Linked DNA regions of Mus musculus: all the other regions are linked to region 1. A link is a contact called in public Hi-C, HiCAR-type and HiChIP or PLAC-seq data. All regions are on one chromosome and are shown on one strand. The core of a region is the stretch at or near the end of the contact, and the rest is flanking DNA. Distances in the headings are between cores, read along the strand shown.

Evidence for each region. A called contact is a pair of places that touch in the nucleus more often than the background predicts. HiCAR-type assays count read pairs that join an accessible place to other places. HiChIP or PLAC-seq counts read pairs in DNA pulled down with a chosen protein or histone mark.
Region 2: a contact with region 1 is called in a HiCAR-type map of Th17 cells, with 4 times the contacts expected there. The contact joins two enhancer-like sites. A contact is called at or near these places in 1 of 484 Hi-C or Micro-C datasets (CD4 T cells) and 2 of 115 datasets of contacts at active chromatin or transcription factors (CD8 T cells and Th17 cells).
Region 3: a BATF HiChIP or PLAC-seq map of CD8 T cells shows a contact between it and region 1, with 7 read pairs. The contact joins two enhancer-like sites. A contact is called at or near these places in 2 of 115 datasets of contacts at active chromatin or transcription factors (CD8 T cells and effector CD8 T cells).
Region 4: a contact with region 1 is called in a HiCAR-type map of Th17 cells, with 5 times the contacts expected there. The contact joins two enhancer-like sites. A contact is called at or near these places in 1 of 15 datasets of contacts at CTCF or cohesin (pro-B cells), 6 of 484 Hi-C or Micro-C datasets (the CH12 cell line, Th2 cells, bone marrow-derived macrophages and 3 more) and 2 of 115 datasets of contacts at active chromatin or transcription factors (CD8 T cells and Th17 cells).
Region 5: a Hi-C map of Th1 cells shows a contact between it and region 1, with 2.3 times the contacts expected there. The contact joins two enhancer-like sites. A contact is called at or near these places in 1 of 484 Hi-C or Micro-C datasets (Th1 cells) and 2 of 115 datasets of contacts at active chromatin or transcription factors (CD8 T cells and Th17 cells).

The regions. Positions count from the first base shown.
Region 1 is chr15:62,189,101-62,191,810 of GRCm38.p6, forward strand. All of the region lies in intron 2 of Pvt1 (Pvt1 oncogene), which reads left to right. Among named protein-coding and RNA genes, the nearest start is that of Pvt1, 150 kb to the left of the region's middle. Within about 2 kb of position 1,376, at least 53 of the 459 cell types and tissues checked have an H3K27ac peak or open chromatin away from gene starts, as enhancers often do. A contact at or near this core is called in CD8 T cells, Th1 cells, Th17 cells and 1 more, where this site is marked.
Region 2 is chr15:62,785,120-62,787,884 of GRCm38.p6, forward strand. No RefSeq gene overlaps it. Among named protein-coding and RNA genes, the nearest start is that of Gm22521, 6.7 kb to the right of the region's middle. Within about 2 kb of position 1,437, at least 6 of the 459 cell types and tissues checked have an H3K27ac peak or open chromatin away from gene starts, as enhancers often do. A contact at or near this core is called in Th17 cells, where this site is marked.
Region 3 is chr15:61,394,303-61,397,002 of GRCm38.p6, forward strand. No RefSeq gene overlaps it. Among named protein-coding and RNA genes, the nearest start is that of Gm24696, 38 kb to the left of the region's middle. Within about 2 kb of position 1,434, at least 51 of the 459 cell types and tissues checked have an H3K27ac peak or open chromatin away from gene starts, as enhancers often do. A contact at or near this core is called in CD8 T cells, where this site is marked.
Region 4 is chr15:62,801,561-62,804,260 of GRCm38.p6, forward strand. No RefSeq gene overlaps it. Among named protein-coding and RNA genes, the nearest start is that of Gm22521, 9.7 kb to the left of the region's middle. Within about 2 kb of position 1,406, at least 12 of the 459 cell types and tissues checked have an H3K27ac peak or open chromatin away from gene starts, as enhancers often do. A contact at or near this core is called in CD8 T cells, Th17 cells and regulatory T cells, where this site is marked.
Region 5 is chr15:62,733,681-62,736,380 of GRCm38.p6, forward strand. No RefSeq gene overlaps it. Among named protein-coding and RNA genes, the nearest start is that of Gm22521, 58 kb to the right of the region's middle. Within about 2 kb of position 1,346, at least 23 of the 459 cell types and tissues checked have an H3K27ac peak or open chromatin away from gene starts, as enhancers often do. A contact at or near this core is called in CD8 T cells, Th1 cells and Th17 cells, where this site is marked.

The sequences.
Region 1 (2,710 bases), core at 126-2,625:
TTACAAGGTTTTGACAGTCAAAGTAGACTCTGGCAAGAACCCTAGTATAATAAGACATGATTTTAGAAAAATCATCACTATTTCCAAGGCTGGGCAGCAAGGATTTCTTTTGACTGCTGGATAGATTGACAGGAATTCAAAAAGAGACTGTAGTTCCACTAAGCTAATGTTCTAAGCACACGTGGAAGCAGGGGAGATGTCATTGGACTTACTGTTGACCCAGCTTCCCAGTTTGTGACTACTGTATGCCTTGTATGTCCTGGCTCAAATTGGTGTATCCATGGCAGGGACTTGAGTTGATTATTTTTACCCCGCAGACAGGGTAGTGCTGACCTCGAACTCTCAATCCTTTTCCCCAAGTGTCTGGATTACAAATGTTTGTCTACACACCCAAACAAATTTTAATGATACAAGAATTATCCCCGTGGCCATTGGAGTCCATTGTTAGGACGCTGTTCCTCCAATGTATCGCCACATATCAACTCTCTATGATATGAACCAGGAGGGCTGTTCAAATTGCATCTCTTCTCAGTTAATGCCGGGCTGGTCTGCACTGTATCCCTCCCAAGACTTGTAGCCAGATAGGACTGCAAGGCGGCAGCGGGTTTGTTCATTCGGTTTCTGTTTTACAAACTGAAGTTGACAACATCCCCGGCACTTGCGTGGTGAGTCATCTGATAAAGGTCGCCTTGGTCGCTGGTTACCTTCTCTACTCAAGAATAGAGTCACAGGTGGCTTTGATGGCTAGTTTCCAGAACCATTGATGGCTCTTCTTAATTAACGTGCAAGTGGGCCTCCTCTGACATTTAGAGAGTCAGTGGTTACCTTTCAGAAAGTACTACTGGGTTTCCTCTGGGCCAGGCGCCTTGCCTTCCACCTGTGGTTTTACAAGGTATTACCATGGACTGTTCTGAGCCACGCACTGCACCTAGGCCAGAGAGGTGTGAGGGAAGCCGGGCTACAGCCACACTGCCTTTCATTAGCTCACTGGCTCTCATGTCCAAAGTAGAAACAAGGTCCAGCTCTGAGAGGGTTTTGTCTGCCATGCTGACTCTAGAAACGTGCTCAAAAGAGAGATAGACCACTTCTTTGTCCCCCTTTCTACCCTGCTTTGTTACGAAATGCAGATAATCATTGCCCTTTAAGTACAAGATTGTTCTTAACATTATCCCTGGCTTACACATTGCTGGCACATACTGAGGTTTCCATAATTACCTATGCACCTAAGCATTCAAGTGCGTTGCCTTGGAGTTAGGATTTCTTTCTTTCTTGCTTGCTTTTTTTTCCCCCCATTCTGTTTTACTGGTATGACTCATTCACTCATTTGACTCCATTCAGTAAATGAATACATCCTGAGACTCTGTTAAACACTAGAGTCCTTCCAATGAGCAGCCCTGTTTACCCTTTCAGACTTCTGGGAAATGTGGAGGCGATGATCAGTGGAGAGCCAGCTGGTCCTGAAACCTTCAGGAAAGCATCTGGGCCTGAAAGCAATATTACATTGTATTCGTAAGGTGAAAAGCGCTATCTTTTCCACCCATGCCTCCCAAGGCTGAGTGTACTACCATCTAAACCAACAGGCTTCATATACAGAATGTGACTAGGTTTTCTCTAGGAGGTTGTCTTCTTTAAGCAACATATTAAAGCTCTTGAACAAGAGCCAGACACGTGGTACACACCTGTAATCCCAGCACTTGGGAGGCAGAGGCACTCAGAGCTCTGAGCTTGAGGCCAGTCTGGTCTAAAGAGAGAATTCTAGGACAGCCAGGGCTACATGGTGAGACTCTATTTAGAAGAAGAAAAATGTTCTTTATCAAGTTCACATTTTAGAATCTTTCTGATTGGTGCTGAATACTGACCCCCCTCCACCTGATTTAGAATTGCCCAAGAAGTTCATTATTTTGTGATATCCTCAGACTCTCATTAGTGCTAGAAGATGACTAATTTGAAGTGGGGAAGTGTTTTCTGAAGTGTCCCTCTCTGCAACTCTGCCCTTAATGTCAAATCAAGCAGTTATTTCTGATAAGTTCTTTAGCTTCTCTGAAGCAGCCCAGCTATGGCTGGTTGTGGGTGGCGCTGATAATGACTGAACAGACAACACAAATGAGGTGGGGTTGGCCTTTTCAGCCATTTTACAGGAATGAGGGGGTTGGGTAGTGGCTCCATTAGTAAAACGCTTGCTTTACTGTGTAAGCAACTAAGGGCTGGGAGGTGGAACTCTTAAAGGCTTGCTGGCCAGCCAGTTTAATCAAACCAATGAACTCTAGATTCAATGAGAGACTCTATCGTAATAAGTAAGACAGAAAGAAATTGAGAAACCACCCGATAGTAACCTGGGGCCTCCCCAAACACAGGAGCACATGTCATACACACACATGAACACATACACCGCAAACTGAAAAAAGGATCCATTTTTCTTTAATACTCAATGCAATAAGAAAGCTTTGAGAATGTTTAGAGATTTCTATGACCACTGAAAATATAGTTCTAGAAAGACAGAGATGACCAAGAGAGACAGGAACCTGGGCAGTACAGCTGCTATTTGAATGCTTTGTTCTTCTCAGGGTATTTTGCCCTGAATGTTCTTTCTGGATTTTGAGCACTTGAGCTCTTGGCATGCCAGCAGTTGGGCCTTCTGGAAAGATCATAGACTCTGAAAACTGTCTAAGAATCTGATAGCCATCAATACATTTCCAGCAACATTCCCTTG
Region 2 (2,765 bases), core at 187-2,686, 600 kb after region 1:
ACACTAAACTTTTGATTTGTGTGTCTATCCTACATATTTCTCTTAATAGAAAATATTTCTTAATGAATACTTAAGATTTGCAGGACTTCTTATGTGTGTGTTATGTTGCAGCCCTCTAAATATCTTTTTGATATTATTTTTATTCTCTTTGTTAGGTAGTAGAAGAAAGGCTTATGAGTTTAATCATATCATGTATATAAAGTTTCTATATACTCAGTACCCTGTTCAGTTTCGGACAAAAAGTTAGCACCAAACTGATGCATGTTTTTGTTATGTTTATGTACAAGTACAAGAAGGTGACTGAGCAATAACCTTAAAAAATGTGTGTTATAAGTGAGATTTGGTCTCTGTAAGAAGGAAATACATGCTAGGTAGCACAAAAAAAGATGGTAGAATGATGCTATGAAAATAGCATCACAATGATGGTTGTGTGGCTGTGTAAATACCCTCCCATGGGTGTTCACTTTGATTCGCAAGTTTGAACAGCATGTAAATCCTATCTCAATAAAGTTGTTAAAAGGAGAATGTATGACAGTAAAGAATATCAGATACTTCATCCATTGTAATATCTTCTCTTCCCAGTCCTGAAGAATATGAGAAGATTGAAGACTTAACAAAACTTTCTACCCTTTCCATTCAGTTTTCATGACTTTTATTAGTAAGAAATAAAAACAAAACAACAACAACAACAAAAAACCTATACTATGTAGAGGAAGTCCATGAGAAGCCACTGAATATTTTGTAAATCATCTCCTATTCTTGGTGTGAATTACATTCATGATGGTGGACCAGAAAGGTACATTCTCCCCTTGATCACTTTGCCGTAGCAGAAACAAACACACATAGAAATTTTTTTTTTCTATTCAACTAGTCTTATGTTTTTTAAAGCCACAGGAGACAAGAATAAGCATGCCTTATGGAGCTACTTAGTGGGGTCTTTGATTTGATTTGAACGTTCTTTACCATTCATGAGATAACTTAGTAGTAAAAGGCAGTGAACGTATATATCCAAAACCTGCAACTTTCCCCTCACTATGCCTACACAAAGTCTCATATGAAATTTCTTGTATTAAGTGCACACCAAGGCTGATGAACCAATGACTGTGACAGACCAGTGGTCTTTCAACATTGATCTTTGCCCATCCTGAGCCAGAAAAAAAAGCTCTTGGGAATCAGCCTTGCTCAGTCTGGTTATGAAGTTGAATTTGAAGTTTGTTATCATTAGATAAAATAGTCTTCCTTCTTCCCCTTCCAAGAGACAAGTGGGAACTGGCAGAGGTTCTGACATGGTTGGTATGATGAGGGTGGGAGAGGGCAACTTAAGATGGGCACAGAGAGAATAATGGAAGTAGTGTATCGTATTCAAAAGTTCTGTGAAGCTTTGCTGAATTGAGGCCCTGTACTCAGACACTCAGCAGGGGGTTTCCCAATTCTGCCCCAGCCATCTGGGAAATTCTCCAAAGCCACCCAGTGACTTTCTACCTAGTATATGAATGGGGTCAGTGGGTGAGGGAGTTAGCTGTTTTTCCTTTATATGAACTTTAGTGCAGACATTAAACAGATGAACCTTCTACATACAAAGATCTTATGGTTGTACTGCAATGCAACTTTATAAGATTGTGCTCAACCTCTGCAACAAAGCTTTAAATATATAATTGTCTTTCTTTTACTAATGAAAGACTTTCCTATTGAGAAAGTTAGGTATAATGACAGATTTTGCAGAGAAAATAAAAGATCTTTATCTTCTTAATGTTCTAGCACTTTAATATTCAATGCTGATTAAGACATATTTTTATAAATGAGAAATCTTAAAACAAACATTGTTATGTCTTGACAAAAATTAATGGTGTAATCAAGCATTAATAGTGTCCAATGACTACCTACTGTGTTTCCCGTTCTACATATGAGCAGGTCAGTGCTTTAAGAGTAGAAGAAAGCAAGCCAGAGAGAGGTAGCAACTATCTCATTCAAACACCTCAAGTAGCAACACCAAGGGGCAGGGTTAATTTCAAAGCAGAAATACCAAAACTTACTAATCTCATGGAGAACCAAATGTGCATCAAATAGGTTCCTTTGAAAATTCTTCAGTTTTGCTAGAGGTGCTGGATAGCATCAGAGGATAAGCTTTGAAATTAAAGGACTTAATGGAGCTTCTCCTAAAATCTTTCCAAAGGATAGATATGATAAAATGGCCCTTACTGAAATTTAGTCAATTGCAAGACACAGAATACTTCAACTCTTCTGATAAAGTATCTTGGGGTCAATTCTATAATTCTTTATTAACAGTCCATATGTTTTATATATATATATATATATATATATATATATATATATATATATATATATATGTATAATATATGATAAAAGCAGTAAAACTTTGTATCTGGTAGAGTTTACACATGGAAAGCACAGTCTCTGAACTCTAAGATGATAAGTCAGCCTGGTTAGTCATGTGGTATGGATAGAAAAAGAACATGAAAATGGATAACATCCCCTTAAGAGAATGTCCAAAACTAGAACTTGCCCTGCTTTTAGTAACTCGTGCTTACAGCTCTCTCACATCCCCTGAGTCCTCCCCTCCCCTCAACCTCCAGCAAATTCATTGTTTCAGCAGTATGGGACTAGAATCAGAAAGCCTTCACATCAGAGAGAAGAGCAAAAGCCATAGAAGAAAGTCAGAGAGAAGTTTGGTTTAGAGGACACTGGGGTAGTTAATACTATGTTCACATAAAGTTCCAAGTAAAAAAAAAAAAGAGTATAGCAGG
Region 3 (2,700 bases), core at 184-2,683, 790 kb before region 1:
GAGGAAGAGTCAAGGTTTTAAGGGTATAGCTCCAGAGTAAGGCCACATGCCCAGGAATATATGTGCAGCACAATATACAGACTTCAGTTTTTCAAAAGACAAATACAGTGTTGGGTGGGTAGGGACTGGGGAATACATCTGGAATGAGATCACAGTATGAACATGATAATGGTCAAAATCCATTGCACACAATTCCTAGAGAACTCTCAGAAAAGAGAAGCATTCAGCTAACATTGGGAGAGTATCACGTGGGAATGCCTATTGTGTTCAGGAACAAGACGTCATTAGGACTGAGACTTCAATGCAGTGTGTTATACCGAGACACCAAGAACATGATGTTTTATGATCCTAGACACCAAAAATATGATGGCATAGTCTGTACTTGACCGGTAGCATTCTAATGAAGAACATCAAGGCAAGGCACATGAAGATGTCACATCATGTCTTGAAGAGTGACAGGAAAGTTTCAAAAAAAAAAAAAAAAAGATTACAAATAGCCTAAGTTTTAAATCAGCAATGGACTATTCAAAGGGGGGAGAGATTAGGGAGAAGAGTTAACAAGGACATAGACAGTGAAGGATGTGAACGCCTTCGGGAGACCCAGCATGGTTTAAGAGCAGAGGCAGTACATGGAAGGAAAGCTAGGCGGGTAAGTGCCAGGAACTCAAAAGCAGGCACAATATGCCTTCTTACTTCCTTCTTCCTGCACTATATAACTGTCCTTTCTCAGCTTCTTTTCACTGTAGCATGATGCAGAAAACTCAATGTTGCACGAAGCTCTCTGGCTTGATTTCTAGCAGTGCATACACTGGCCGTGGAGGTACCCACCTAAAATCTCAGAACTTGGGGAGTAAAGGCAAGATCAGATTTTCAGGGATACAGAGAAGATTTAAGGCCAACCTGGTCTACATGAGACTCTGATTATAAACTATAAAACTAAATTAAAAACTAAAGGGGGGAGGGGGCTAAGAGAAGAGAAAACCATACAGGGTAGCTTTCAGTCATTCGGATCACTTGGGGTGGCATACACCACACTGCAGATGAGCCAACGGATGTGCAAGGTCAGAACATAACCTTCTGTCAACACGTAGCCCGACACAGGGTCCCCAGCCCCCACAACATTAGCAAGAAAATAAGAACGCCTGCCCAGCTGTCTTGCTGGCTGTCACTGGGTAAATTATCTTTTATTAAGGATCTGTAATTGTTCTCCACTGAGCTGTGACCTAAATTTAGTAGTTCTGAGGAGTGAGACCCAGCCAACAGGATTTCCCTGAGAACACGATGAAGTTCCTGCATCAATTCAATTCATTAGCTAGAAAAAGAACAAGCGGCCAGTTCTTTCTTTTTTTTTTTCTTTCCCATTCTCCAGTGAGCCGTTTGTTTGTTTAGTTTGACCACATTTTTTTTTTCTTCTTGGATCCAGTCTGAGCCTCTGTAAGGACAGCACAGCTCATTCAAACACTTCCTGTCACATTAGCTCCCAAGGCAGAAACCAAGTAACACTATGTAAATCTTGCTGGTAAGACCCTCCATTTACTTCTTGGGGATTTTCAGCATAAGGAGAAGAAATGTCCTCAAGTAGTCAGGATGATTTGGGGTGAGGGGAAGAAAACTCAGCTTACTAGAATCACTAAAGCAACAGAAGAATAGACAGAGAAGGAGGGGAAAGGCAACACTGGTTAAAAGCTATCGTGAAAACTTTTGTGTAAGAAAGGTCATGAGAGGGACAGCCTCTACTAGAGACATTACTTCCAAAACCTGTTTTCATCATGACAATCTAATGAAGGCCAGAAAATAAAGTCACTCAATTTGGATACAGTTTCTAAAGATCTGTGCAAAATTTAGGGCCACATCTTCTTCCTCTAATCCCAGAGTTTTCCTTCAGTTCATCATTAACTTTTTGCCATGACAGTCTGGACTTGGGATCTGTCATGGATGTGCACCCTGTAAAGTCTCATGTATGGGTACCCACACATAAAAGAAAAAGAATATTCAATTTTAACAACATTCTTATTTGTTTTTCTTAACAATTCTTTTTTTTTTTTGCTGTTTTTTAATTAGGTATTTTCTTTATTTACATTTCAAATGTTATTCCCTTCCCTAGTTTCCCCTCCAAAAAAAACCCTATCCCCTCCCCCTGTTCACCAACCCACCCACTCCTGCTTCCTGGCCCTGGCATTTCCCTACACTGGGGCATAGAGCCTTCATGGGACCAAGGGCTTCTCCTCCTATTGATAACCGACTAGGCCATCCTCTGCTACATATGCATCTGGAGCCATGAGTTCCCCCATGTGTACTCTTTTGTTGGTGGTTTATTCTTTAACCCACCAATTTCCTTTTTCTGCCACCCTATCGGAAACTTCCTGATGACCAATATGTTACTGTAAAGATAGTTCATATACCTCTGCATGAATAAAGAAAAATGTCCCACGACATCCTTAGAAAACTTAATCTTGCTAGATATGTAATGTGGTCTGTAGAGTGTTTGCATAACATGTATGATGCCCTGCGTTCCATACCTAACACCACATAAAAACAGACATTCTGGCATGCACCAATAATCTCAGCACTCAGGAAGTGGAGATAGATTAGAAGTAGAGGCCAGTCTGAAATACATGAGAACGTTTTATTTAAAAAGGAAAGAGGTTTAGTGTTTTATTAAGAGGCTAAGATATCCATACCCTAACAGTAACTTAGTGA
Region 4 (2,700 bases), core at 156-2,655, 610 kb after region 1:
TTGGATTCAGGAGTTCAGTGCCTATAGATGTGAACTCACATTAGAACTAGGGGACCCAGAACAGACTGACCATTTCCCTCTAGTGTGGAGACTTTTAGGACTCTGTGTAATCTTCTCAATTTATTTCAAAGTTGGTGTTTTAAAGATATTTCCAGGATTATCCCATCACGGTTATTTGGATTGCTTTTGGCTGTTTTACAAATCCACAAAGGTGCTTGTGGTAGGAACTTTTCTCAAAGCTCTCACAATGAGAAATCGCTGGTACAGCCTCCATCCTCTACCCCATTGTGAGTATGGGAAGTTATTCAAAGGCTTTTAGGTTGGCTGTATGCCAAGAGAGGATGACTGTTACCTGTAATCAGATTCTTCAAGCTCATTTCAATCCCCCCTAAGGACCCTACAAATTGTCTTTCCAGGCAAATTTAGGAATGATTGTCTGGAGCCATTCTAAAAATCTTGCTAATTTACTGATCCACTCCTGTCCTGTTTAGTTTATTGTTTATTATTTTTATTAATAGCACTTAAATTCACCTTGAAACGCTGAAACTGAAGAATTTCCTTGCATCAGGTGAGTGAGTCTGTTGTTTTATCTGTGACAGATTGTCTTGGTTAATAATCAGAATGAGAAAATCCAGTACAGTGAATGGCACTATCCTTAGGCAGATGAGGAAGCCAGAGACTTAACCAGTAAGTAGTACTCCTCTATGGCTTCAGTTTCTACCCTGACTTTACTCAATTATGGACTATACCCTGGAAGTATAAATCAAACAAATATTTTCACCCACCCACTAAGTTTGTTTTTCTTAGACTGTCTTGTTACAGAAGGAGAAAAAACAAGCTTGCACAAGCTCCTAAACTTTTCTCAGAAACGTAAAGGTATCATTGGACGTAAAGACAATTTCCAATGAGCTTTTCAACCCTTTGATTATCATGAATCATTGACAAATTGAACAAAAAGAGCCAAGTGTGCTTTATATGTAAACAAAATATTGGAAGAGTGGATTATTACAGCTCTCTTAAAATAGAGTTTCCTGGAAGAGTTCTGTGGAACATATGTATATTTATCTCAACTCTCATTTGAAATCTGAACTCCCACATGATGTCAGTTTGCTTAGGTCATTTAAACTCTCAAGGCCTGTGCATGAGCATTTTTAGAGTGAGGGGCAGTTGAGGAGACCTCTGGTAAGTTCTGTGTTAGCTACAACATTCAGTGATTCTAGTCTTTTGGTATTAAAGACCATTTCTTTGGATTTTGTTTTTCTTTTACTGAAAGTTCCACCTTACCCTGCAAAGCTCCTCAGCCAGAATAGACTAGATTTAAATTTGTAGGCTTATAATATTTCAGAGTTCAAAGGCACTGTCAGGTCACAGAGCTCAACTCTATGGTGATACATAATACCTTCTCCAACACCTCCACCAAGTGGCCAAGCAGTCTGTATTCCACAGGTAGGAGCATGCCTGTTGGTACTCACCACATCCATTCTATGCCAAACAGCATTTGCTCTAAACCTCCCTATGACTTTGAGGTTCTTTCTCCAGTTTTTCCCAAAGCAGGTGTCTCTCTTGTTTCACAAGGACACCTAAATTCTACCTTTATGCTCAATTTACTGTTTTTTTTTTTTCTTTTTAAACAAAGCATTTCTTCAGTCATTTGAAAATGATCAATCCAAACCCTTAGCTCTAGAAAAGGTAACTCGGCTCTTTGGATCTTTGGAGCATCCTTGTTCTGAGAGTGTCCCTAGTTCTGATCACTGTCTTCGTAATTTGGCACAGATTACCAACTTCCATTTGACTGCCTCTCAGTAATCAGTTAAGTATCCAAGTAATTTGGGATGGCAAAATTTCAAAGCTGGCTTTCATCAAAAACAAAAGAATCTGATAGGAAACTGGTACAGAAGCTGACGAAAATATAGAACCGAAGCGATGCTAGGAACAGAACAGTCATTTCTGTTGGGTATCTTGAGCCCCAACTTCAGTGCATTGCCTTCAGTAATATACTAACTCTCCCCGCCTGTGATGTTTAAGTTACCTTTAGAAGATTGACATCTAAGGAATTTAAGGTTTTTTTTTTTCATGTTGAAAAGTAGTTAATCAATACCTCAAATGGAAGAAATATTTCAGACATACTGTATAAGAAATAAAGTTATGGAAGGACTGAAGGAGCTGAAGGGGACTGCAACCCTATAGGGGGAAAAAAACAGTATCAACTAACTGGTCTCTCCAGGGACCAAGCCAAGCAAAGAGTATACATGGGTAAGTCCATGGCTCCCACTACATATGTAGGAGAGGATTGCCTTATCTGGCATCAACAGGAGCAGAGATGCTTGGTCTTCTGGAGGCCTGTTGTACCATCGAAGGAGGGTGCTAAAGAGGTGAGGCAGGATTGGGTAGGTGGGTGGGAGAGTACCCTATTAGAGGCAAAGGAAAGTGAAGATGGAATGAGATGTTTACAGAGAGGAAACTGGGAATGAGCACGTTTGAAAAATAATAATAAGTAAGTAAACTAAAAAAACACTCTCTTTCTACAAATAAATGGAAAGCATTAAAAAATCTGGCTCCCTAATTACTTTTCAAGAGAAACTACTTTTGAAATTTCTTTAGAGAGCAGATTTCCAGACTGAGACTACTAGACAGAAATACCACCGAATGGCAGAGTGTTTTCATGTCCCTCTGTAGGAGTATAGATGAGTCTTCTGTGCT
Region 5 (2,700 bases), core at 96-2,595, 540 kb after region 1:
AGCTCATGGTAACAGTCACGTATCTCAACAATCATCTCAGAGATGAAATGAGATATCAAATGAAGTATTAAAAGTATTAATCTCAATACTTGCCAGTAAGAGCCGGCCAACATAATTTGACTCTGCTTCCCTGTGTGAAAGAAACAAAATACAAACAAAGTAACAGCCCTTGGTGCTCTCAGAGTCTGAACCATCAACCGAAGAATATAAGTGGGCTGGGCCTAGGACTATGCCCACATTTGTAGCAGATGTGCAGCTTAAGATTCATGTGGGTGGGGAACAACTGGAGCAAGGGGTACCCCAAAAACTGTTGCCTGTAAATGGGAGATGTTCTAGCTGTACTGCCTTGTCTGGCCTCAGTGGAAGAGGATGTGCCAGGATGAAGGATACACAGGGGCCCCCCATCTTCTCCTACAGGAGAAGGGGAGGTGAATGGGGAGAGAATTGTGGGAGGGGATGACCAGGAGGGGGCAGTGAGCAGAGTGTGAACTGAATAAGTAAAAATATTAAGTTAAATTAAATTTAATTAAATAAAGATAAAAGCAAAACAAAACAGCAAAGTAACCAAAGGCAATTCTCATAGTGATAAGGACTCCCAGTTGATACATCCTAAAGCATCAAACAGTAGGCACAGTGAGACCCTGTGTCACTATTTACTGTCTACTTCTGGGTGCCAGGTGTTATAATCAAAATGTTTAAGTAACTCAACATGTATGTCCTTGAATGCTTTCAGGCACACTGAGGGGCTAGGTCACCCTGAATATCAAAAATTCAAGGCTCTGCATTAGGCTTCGGGAAACACCATTCTAAAAGGCTAGAGAATCTCTTCAAAAGCTCTCCTAGGGGATGTCAATAAATTTCTGGGAATGTTGAATCGAATGCTATGACAATGAATTATGACATTACTGCTAGATCTGGTAAGTGCTTGACATTTATCGTATGTTGCATGCCATTGCTAAAGAACAAAAGAAAGATTTTTTGTTGTTGTTGTTGTTAAGAAAGTTCATATAGCCTGACAGGTTAAAGTTTGAAAGGAAGTATGACTTCCACCAATTTTTCAGTTGGAAAATGATTTAATTTTATTTGTCCATTTCATATCTCTGATGGGGGCTCACTGTGTTTCTTAGGCGAGTCTAGAGCTTCTGGCCTCAAGTGATCATCCTTCATGAGCCTCCTGACTGGCTGTGACCACAAGCACATACCACCACATGAAGTTCTTTCACTTTTAAAATACATAAATGCATTATTATTTTTCTTTAACCAGCGAGAAAATGTTTTCCACCAGCTTTGAAACAGAATCTCCTTACAAGAGGGAAGTCCAAGTCAGTCCTGTACATGAAAATTAGCATGCACTTACCAGACTTCCGACCAGACTGGAAACCCCTAACTGATCTTTCAACTGTACAATACAACTTGGCTTTGAAAAGAAAATAAGCCAGCTTTCTGGGAAGGGTTATCTTGTCCCAGCTTGAAAGTGGAGCAGATTAGTCACTATGTTTCCTAAAATCTAGGAGAGCACCTAGCAAAATAAACTCTCTGGTTAGTCTACTTAATTTGACTGGAAATTGTCAAGTCAAGTCGCTGAGAACAGAGTGAATCAAGATAAAGACAGGCTGGATTCAATAGGCGAGAGTCTTGTTCAATAGCAGCTTACACCGTCAAGCATTTCCAGTAAGAGAAGGAGTGATACTTTCTCTAGACAGGTCTGGAGTCTGGAAAATAAAATGACTCAGATTCATAAACTCACTCTGTCTCTGTCTCCTTCTCTGTCTTCTTCCCCTTCCTCTCTCCCTCTCTCCTCCCCTTTCTTCCTCTCTCCCCCTCCCCCATCTCTCAACTTTCTTTAAGGCCATACATGTGAAATATGAGACTCTATATCCTTCCTATCAACAAAGAACCATGTCAGATGCAGGAAATGAATTTGAGTCTAATCCAAACTTTGAAACAGTGCTTCAAGCATACATGGAAGCTGCAGCTCATGTGTGGTGGACAACAATCCAGTCTATACAGAAGACTAAGCATTGGCAATGAGCACTCACTAAACAAATGGTCTTGACCTAAAAGTCCCCTGTGAACTGCTGTTACTACTGTCTTCCACTTAGATCAGTACAAAAAAGCAATGTCTTGGAACAAGGAAAAGGAAAGTGGATGAGGAGACTAATATGCATCAGTCTTTCTTCACTCCCTGGAGGTGTTGTGTGAGTTAATTTGCATACCTGCTTTTATGTGTTTCTTACAACACGTTGGGGCTGGCACCATCATTGAGTTTTTACAAAGAAACACAGAACATAAAAAAAAAATACAGATTCCACACTGGGAAATTATAAATCAGGCTTTTCCTTCCCTGCCTCGTAGTATATTTCCATCACTCATTTCTTTTATATAACAGGTTTGAGCATTCAGTAAAAAAGTCATACTTGTGAATTCTCTCTGATGACTTTACATAGCATCTGTTATGGTTTTATTCTGTTGTGAAAGTTCTCTAAAAAGTAAGTTATAAAGGAAATGCTTTATTTCATCTTAACTTCCAGGTCACAGCCCATCAGTGAGGGAAGTTGACAAAAATTCAAGTCAGGACCTGGAAGGCAGGAGTGAGTGACTCTTATCCTATGCATGATTATTTCCAAGCCTGGGATTCACTCACAATTAAGGGAATAAAGCAGGAAGTGTAAAGGAGGATGCTTGCTAGTTATAGTCTTC